Regions from separate parts of the Athene noctua genome. Here region 1 is linked to region 2. Evidence: chromatin contacts called from public Hi-C data. All regions are on one chromosome and are shown on one strand. The core of a region is the stretch at or near the end of the contact, and the rest is flanking DNA. Distances in the headings are between cores, read along the strand shown.

Region 1 (3,912 bases), core at 1,346-3,845, 300 kb before region 2:
TACTACATTTTTCTGTTCTTGTTTCTCATTCACCACATAAATCATGGTCTTCCTCTCTCTGCCTTTAGAGCAGCCAGCTGTGCTTTTAGAAACAAATTATGATGACTTCAAGTGATGAATAAACAGCAGAAGCAAAGAAGTCTTGAGATACTATCCACATAAAAATGCCACTAATAAATAACATAGGGAAAGACAACAATGCTGTGAAAAAGCAGCTTTGAACCTAGACAAGATACATGTCATTAAGATGAATTAGTGAACTTTAAAGGAATAGCCCTAATCTGAACACTATCATACCAAAATAACGTATTTTTGAGCAAAAGCTCTGTGTCAGCATATACATTTACAGAAATATTTTAGTAATAAAATTAGATCTGTATTCCTTCTTTTGTTGTTGTTGTTCTTATGAACATAGTGAAGCCAGAGCAATTCTGAAAAAGGAAATTAGATTTTATGCAAGATCTCACATCATCGGTAGCAGAGCTGTCAACTAAATTTCAAAGGACACAGACATATTCTCTCCCCTCTTCACATCTATCCAATGAAAAGTTAGTGGGGATTGCACAAGAACCTCTGGAGGCTGGATCTGAGGCTATCTAAACTGCATGGACGAAAACAGGAACAAGAATGACCTTCAAGACCTAAATTGTTTTAAACCATTTCTGAGAATGCTTAAGTAAGAAAGCCCATGTTTGTTCCTCAGACCTTATTTTCAAACTGCAGTGCTGTCAGTGATTAAAACCACCTTTTTTCATAAACTGAATAAATTAAAAGCACCCAGGCATCATAAACAGATGAAACCATACTGACCAACTCACTTAACAAAGTATTTTTTTTTCCTCCGATGAATCTGCTTAATCACTAAATACAAAACTTATTTTTTATGAGAACTATTAACTCTAATACTCTTCACTCATCCCCTGATGTTTAAAAATTGTTAAGTAATATCTATTACAAAAGCATTCAGGGACTGTCCTCCACGGTCCTTTTTTTTTTTTTTTTTTTTCCCCCCCCTTTAAAGAAACGTTGAATTTCAGGAGTTCCTGGGGAGTATAACCCAAGGCAGGAGTGTCCCTGTGGAAGCTTTCTCTGTGCAGGGAAGCTGGCGTGCCGCTGCTGCCCCGCTCCCTCAACTAGACCAGCCTAATGCATACTAATTTATCTCTTTGGTAACAAAGGCTCACCCCCGATTTTTAAACAGATTCTTTTATATTATTCTTTTTCCTGAGGGTTTTAAAATGACACCCCTTAATCCTTTTCCCGTCAAACCCGAAAAATCCTCCTTCCCAAACACCGCCGTGCAATTTGCAGGGAGCCCTGACTTGCAGCCAGGTGCAGGGGCGAGACTAATACGGCTACTTTTGCTTTATTTCCCCTCTTTTCTTTCCTTTTTTTTTTTTTTTTTTTTTTTTTTTTTTTTTTTGTGTGTGTGTGTCTTTCTAAAGTCGGCTCGAGGCCGCCCGCACAGCGGCGGAAGGTGGCTGGTTACCGAGCAGCACCCGCGGCGCAATCAATCATCTTTTCGCCGAAAAACAGCTTCGGGTTTATTTAAAAAAAAAAAAAAAAAAAAAAAAAAAAAAAAAAAAAAAAAATCGCGGAGGGGGGGGGGAAAGGAGCGGCGCGCGCATCGGCGGGTAATGGCTGTTTGTAGCAACGAGGTATTTAGCGCCGGAGGGTGAAGGGGGGTGGAGACCAGGGTGGGGTGTCCCAGGAGCTTCGGCCGCCACAAGTCCCTGGCACAGAGCTGCTGGCACCGGCTCCTGACGCGCTCCCGGCCCTGAGGGCGGGCCCCGCTGCCGCGCTCAGGTGCCCGCGGCTGCTGGCGCCGGGCAGGCCGGGCACCCCTCACCACCCCCCCCCCCCCCCCCTCTCCCTTCAACACCACCACCACCACCACCCCCCCCCCCCACCACCACGGCCGCCGCGGAGCGGCTGGGAGGGCCGCGCTCTCCCGGTTACCTCGGGAGCTACCGGCGCGCGGGCGGCCGTTGGAGCCCGCCGGCGGGGCCGTGCCTCGCGGGGCGGCGCGCGCCGCCCCGCGAGGCACGGCCCCGCCGGCGGGCTCCAACGGCCGCCCGCGCGCCGGTACCTCAGCGGCCCCCGCCACTGACCTGCTCGCCGCGCGTCTCCCGCGGCTCTGCGGGCGGAGGCGGCGCGGGGTCGAGGAGGGGAGGGGAACGTACGGGGACGCGCGGGGCGGGTTAGGCGACCGCTGCCCCGGCGTGACAGGGGCGGCGGCTCGGTGAGGCGGCCCCGGCTGGCCGCGATCGCGGTGGAGGCGCCGGAGCGGGTCCTGTCACATGATGCGGTTCCTGGAAAGTTCCTGGAAAGCAGCCTTTGTATGTAGCCATCCCGGGAGGGGGGAGCGCGGGGGCAGGATGCCCTCGCCTCGCAATCAAAGGCGAACAGACCGCCCGCGCCGGGGAGAGGGGGGGAGAGGAGGGTGTTGTTTCCCCGGGAGCACCATCCTCCTCCGGCAGCGGCAGCCTGTCTGTCTACCCCAGCACAGCCCCGACGCTTCTCCCCGGCGGCGGGTGCTGTGCACCCCCCGGCCCCTCCACGCCGGCGGGAGCGAGAACGACCTGACCGCCCCACCTCCAGGCGGCGGCAGCGGCGGCTCCAGCCCCGTCCCGCCGAGCCCGGGTGAGTCCCGTCGTCGGTGCCGGCGCCGTCCCCCGTCCGTCCGTCCGTTCCCCCCCCCCCCCCCCGCGCCCGGTGCCCTGCCGCTCCTCGAGAGCGGGGAGCCTGCCGCCCTGCTCCCGGGACGGAGCTGCCGCGACGGGCGGGATGAAAGCTTCCTTCCCCTCCTCGTCCCTGCCGGGGGACGCCCCGCTGCAGCTAGCTGCCGCCGCCTCGCAAACCCTCCGTCCCCGCCAAGCTCCCGCGGCCGGGCGGGCGGCACTTCGCGGCCGGGCGCTCTCGGCGCTTCTCCTTCACAAGGGGTCACGCCCGGGTACCCCCGGCAACGCTGATCCCACCTGCGCTCGGGGCTTTGCGGCCGGCGGCCCCGCAGCCGCTCCGGTGACGGGCGCACCTGCGTCCGGCCCCCGAGACGGCGCCGGGAGATCCTGCGCGGGGAAAAGGGAACGGGGGTGGGCTTTGCCGCGGGGGTGCCGCCTTGGTGCCTGCATATGTTGCGGTAGATACCCAGCACAGCAACCTATCCGCTGCCACTGAAGTTTTAATTTGGAAAAGTTTCTGAGCTCCGCCGCGGAACTCGTGACGGGAGGAGCCACCTCGGCATAACCCCTCACCTGGAGGCTGCTGCGCTCACGGAGGCAGAGATTCTGCCCGGTTCGCAAGCACCGGCGTGGGTCCCGGTCCCCACCGTGAACCCCCTCCCCGCACCCGGCCAAGCCGGCGACGCTCCCCCGCGCTGGCGCCGCTCGGCTTCGTGTCGTTCCCGGCGTGTCGGTGGGAGAGCGAGGGGTTCTTTTTGTCCCTCCCGTTCGCTTCAGTTGAGCGGAAAGTTAATTTTTAAAAAATAGTATCAGCATTTAATGGAACGGGAAAAGCACGTTTCCTGCCCCAAGCTAAATATATCGCACCCTCCACCGCGCTGCCCCTTCCTCCCGTAGCTAAGCGGCCACCCAGTCCCGGGAGCCGGCGCTGCCCTCGCACCCGTCCCGCAGCCCCTCGGGCGGCCCGGGAGAGGCTCGCAGCCCCCCCCCGCCCGAGCACGCCGGGTTCCCCGTTCCTAGAGGTACGACTCAGCGTATGACCTTACTGAAAGGCGGCCCGGACCGTTCCGTTCCCCCGCACCGCGGCTGCCACCGGGCAGCGCCGGGGGCTGGGACCTGCCCCGCTGCTTCGTTACCCTCCCCACTCGTGCCTTGTGCTCGGCTCTCCCCCCACGACCTCCTCCCTCCCCAAACACCCCACCACCACCACTACCACCTCGCGCGAGCCCGC
Region 2 (4,017 bases), core at 1,060-3,559:
TTACTTGTTTGTATTTTCTATTATTATTATTATAATTTTATAGAATCACAGAATTACTGAATCATCTAGGTTGGAAAAGACCTTGAAGATCATCCAGTCCAAGCATCAACCCAACATTAGCAGTTCCCACCTACACCAGATCCCTCAGCTCTAAGTCGAGCCGACTCTTAAACACCTCCAGGGATGGGGACTCCACCACTGCCCTGGGCAGCCCATTCCAACGCCCAACAGCCCGTTCTGGAAAGAAATGCTTCCTGATACCCAGTCTAAACCTGCCCTGGCGCAACTTGAGGCCATTACCTCTTGTCCTATCACTTGTTACTTGGTTAAAGAGGCTCATCCCCAGTTCTCTGCACCCTCCTTTCAGGTAGCTGTAGAGGGCGATGAGGTCTCCCCTCAGCCTCCTCTTCTCCAGACTAAACACCCCCAGTTCCCTCAGCCGCTCCCCGTACGACCTGTGCTCCAGACCCTGCACCAGCTTCGTTGCCCTTCTCTGGACACGCTCGAGTCATTCAATGTCCTTTTTGTAGTGAGGGGCCCAAAACTGAACACAGGAATCGAGGTGCGGCCTCACCAGTGCCAAGTACAGGGGTAAGATCCCTTCCCTGTCCCTGCTGGCCATGCTATTGCTGACACAAGCCAGGATGCCTTTGGCCTTCTTGGACACCTGGGCACACTGCTGGCTCCTGTTCAGCCAGCTGTCAATCAACACCCCCAGGTCCCTCTCTGACTGGCAGCTCTCCAGCCACCCCTCCCCAAGCCTGTAGCGCTGCTGGGGGTTGTTGTGGCTCAAGGGCAGCCCCCGGCATTTGGCCTTACTGAAACTCCTCCAGTTGGCCTCAGCCCATGGCTCCAGCCTGTCCAGGTCTCTCTGCAGAGCCTCCCTACCCTCGAGCAGATCAACACTCCCACCCAGCTTGGGGTCATCTGCAAACTGACAGAGGGTGCACTCGATCCCCTCATCTGGATCATCAATAAAGATGTGAAACAGGAGTGGCCTCAAAACCGAGCCCTGGGGGACACCACTCGTGACCGGCCGCCAACTGGATTTAACTCCGTTCGCCACAACTCTTTGGGCCCGGTCATCCAGCCAGTTTTTTACCCAGCGAAGCGTGTGCCCATCCAAGCCTCGAGCAGCCAGTTTTGCCAGGAGAATGCTGTGGAATTTCAACTATTAAATTGCTTTTATCTCAAACTATGAGTCTTCCTACCTTTACCCCTCCAATTGTCTCCCTCATTGCCCACAGTGAGGGAGGGTGAGTGAGTTGCTGTGTGGTGCTTAGCTGCTGGTTGGGTTTAAACCACCACACTAATCTATATATGTCATGTAGGTTTTCGACTGTTTTTTCACGACAAGAGAGCTTCAAGCACACATGATACAACTTTTAGTCACTAGAATCTCATTCGAAGTTTTACTTGGGCATACAGATGGCTGCTTGTCACAATTCGATAGCCCATAACCAAAACTGTTCTGAAAAATCACTTCCCTTTCATACTGACTTAAAAATAGAGATGTTCAGACAGGGCTTAGGTCTCGTGTTAGTATACATATCCTACACCTCCTGTAGGCAGAAATATGCACCTTATATGCACCTTACAGTACGTGGACAAAGAGCCTGTGAGAGGCAAAGCAAGCTGTCTAAGTCATCACGACGTTAATTTTCCTATGACTTAGGGACATAGGGGCTTGGTCAGAGATAAAACACTAATACGGGTGTCACACACCCCGAAGCGCAGAAAAATAATCACTGCCCTCAAACTGCACATGGCTGAAGCTCACTGGTGGAAAGCAAGCAAACGTTAACATTTGAAAGTCTGGCGGTGAACGGGCTCTTCCTACCGCTGAACGTCACCGCCCTGGCCTTGTGCCGGGCGATTCCCAAACCCACCACCCAACAGAGGCCGCAGCAGGCTGTTACCACCAGACGGGACACAAGACAACGACGATGGCACTCTGAGACGGGCTGCCGACCTCTCTTCCAGGCTTTGCAGCTCTCTGCTCGGTAACTAACGGCACGGGGGAGGAGCAAAGCGGGCCGGAGCAAAGGCCGAAGGGCCTCCCAGACCGTACGCCGCCAGAGGAAGCCCGAGCAGGAAGGCCCCGGTCCGCCTGCCCGCCCTCTCCTCAACGATGCCCCGGCCCGGCTCAACCGGCAGCGGCCGCCACCGGTTCGAGGAATTTAAAAATGACGCCTCACCTCTCGGCGGCGCCGCCGCCCGCCGGGGTCCCGCGGGGCGCGGAGCATCCTGGGAGCGCCGCGGCGGCCGGGGAAGGCGGAGGCGAGCGGGGGGAGAGGCGGAGCAGCGTTGCCGGGGAAACGGGCTCGCGCGACCTCCGCGTGCCGTGCTCCGCCTCCGAGCCCTGTGCCCCGCCCCCCGCGCGCGGGGCGGTGGCGGCGGCGGCGGCGGCTGGGGCGCGTCGCGTCGGTGGGGCGGGCGGGCTGCCGGCGGCGGGCTGCCGCAGCAAAGCCGCCTCCCCCGGTGCACGTCGCGTGTTTAACTGTGGGGTTTGTATAGCAGCTTTAAGCTTCTGCACCGGATTCACGAAGTTCTGAGCCGGCCGCTGCCGTTTCGCTCCGGAAGGAGAGGGGAAAACGGGAGACCTCGCGGCGCTGACGGAAACGAAAGCGCGCCGGTGCAGGTGGCGTTTCTTCTGCTGACAGCCTAACGCCTCCTCCCTGAGGGCAAACGTGTGCCTTATGCTTTGTGTGCAGCCGTACTGAGGAGCTGTGGTCCAGTTGCTAATGCCAAGCCGAACGCTCGGGCTTACACAGCACTTGCCACTTACTTGGCACCGGACGCTGTTTTCTGACAGAAATCAGCTGTGAAAGCAGCCGAAACACTGTAAACGTGATCTTGTCGTAAACTTCCTCAATTTCTCTCTAAAATCTCTTCGACTAGAGCGGGAGAATGATCATCCAGACCGCTATCGACACTCCCCTAATACGATTAGCAATCCTTTAATAAGGATTAAAATTGGCTTCAATTAGTATATTAGAAGGTGGATATTACTGATGACACACACATATCCTCAAGGAAAAAGAAAAAAAGGGCCAAATGTTACATTTGCCAGTCGTTTTGCAGAGATCTAATTACAGTTAGTACAGTTAGCTCCCCTAGGGGGGGTTGTCAACTCAGTTAATAAGAAGTTGTCTAAAACGTTTTACAGCCACTTCCATAGCTACAATGCCAAGAGCTCAGTACATCACTGGAAGCCTGACTATACAGACTGCTGTTGCTGTACAGTTTTACATGAATGTTGTGCTTGTGGCCAATACCTTTGCAATATTACAAGTTAAATATCAACAATCTAGTCAATAAATATCAATGTATACCTGTACTGAAATGAGTTACAACAACTTAAAAGTTCACCTTCAAAAATTAACTAAAATTTAATTTTGATGAAGAAAAAAACCCCAAACTGTAGTTCTACACAGCTTTACAATGCAAAAAAAAAATTTTAAAATAGTGTTATGAATTTGCATACCTGACTCATTTCTATACCGGATTTGCTCACTTTTAAATTATATTTTTTTTTCCGTATCAGCTCTACAAATATTAATGCTAACTAAGATCGAACAGAAGTTTTCCTCCCCTGTATATCCTCATTAACAGGAATGGTAGTGTGGCACAGATTCGTTTTTTGGTTCTATTAATGTCTTTTCACATCAGGATTACACAGCTATAATCTATTGGAAAACGTGATGTCAAGAATCTAGGTGGCTCAATGTGAGCATTGTGGGGGACATAGCAAGAAAAATTAGAAAATCTAAAATTATTTAGGTAACTAAAATCAACAGATAGGGTTGGGTGTCTCTTGCCAGCTAATTTGAGTAATGGTGCAATTTTTGTGTAATCATTTCCAGTGTGGAATCTTGTTCTAAAAGGATGACTCAAGATGGTGGAAATTATGTTACTTTATTTTTGCCTCCGTGTTTTTCACATTGATCAAAAAAGGGTACTTGTTTCCCTCTAAGGCCCACTGTGTCAGGTAATTCTAGTTAATCACCTGATAGC

Evidence for each region. Hi-C and Micro-C count contacts between places; a contact is called where the count stands out from the background.
Region 1: a contact with region 2 is called in a Hi-C map of liver, with 6 times the contacts expected there. The contact joins the promoter of SOCS2 here to the promoter of CEP83 in region 2. A contact is called at or near these places in 2 of 2 Hi-C or Micro-C datasets (heart and liver).

The regions. Positions count from the first base shown.
Region 1 is chr3:36,978,492-36,982,403 of bAthNoc1.hap1.1, reverse strand. SOCS2 (suppressor of cytokine signaling 2) reads left to right here and starts at 2,595. Exons shown (of 3, transcript XM_074902744.1): 1 at 2,595-2,643. It overlaps LOC141959188 (a long non-coding RNA gene), which reads right to left and starts at 3,081. Exons shown (of 3, transcript XR_012633403.1): 1 at 2,979-3,081.
Region 2 is chr3:36,682,187-36,686,203 of bAthNoc1.hap1.1, reverse strand. It overlaps CEP83 (centrosomal protein 83), which reads right to left and starts at 2,309. Exons shown (of 16, transcript XM_074902738.1): 1 at 2,199-2,309.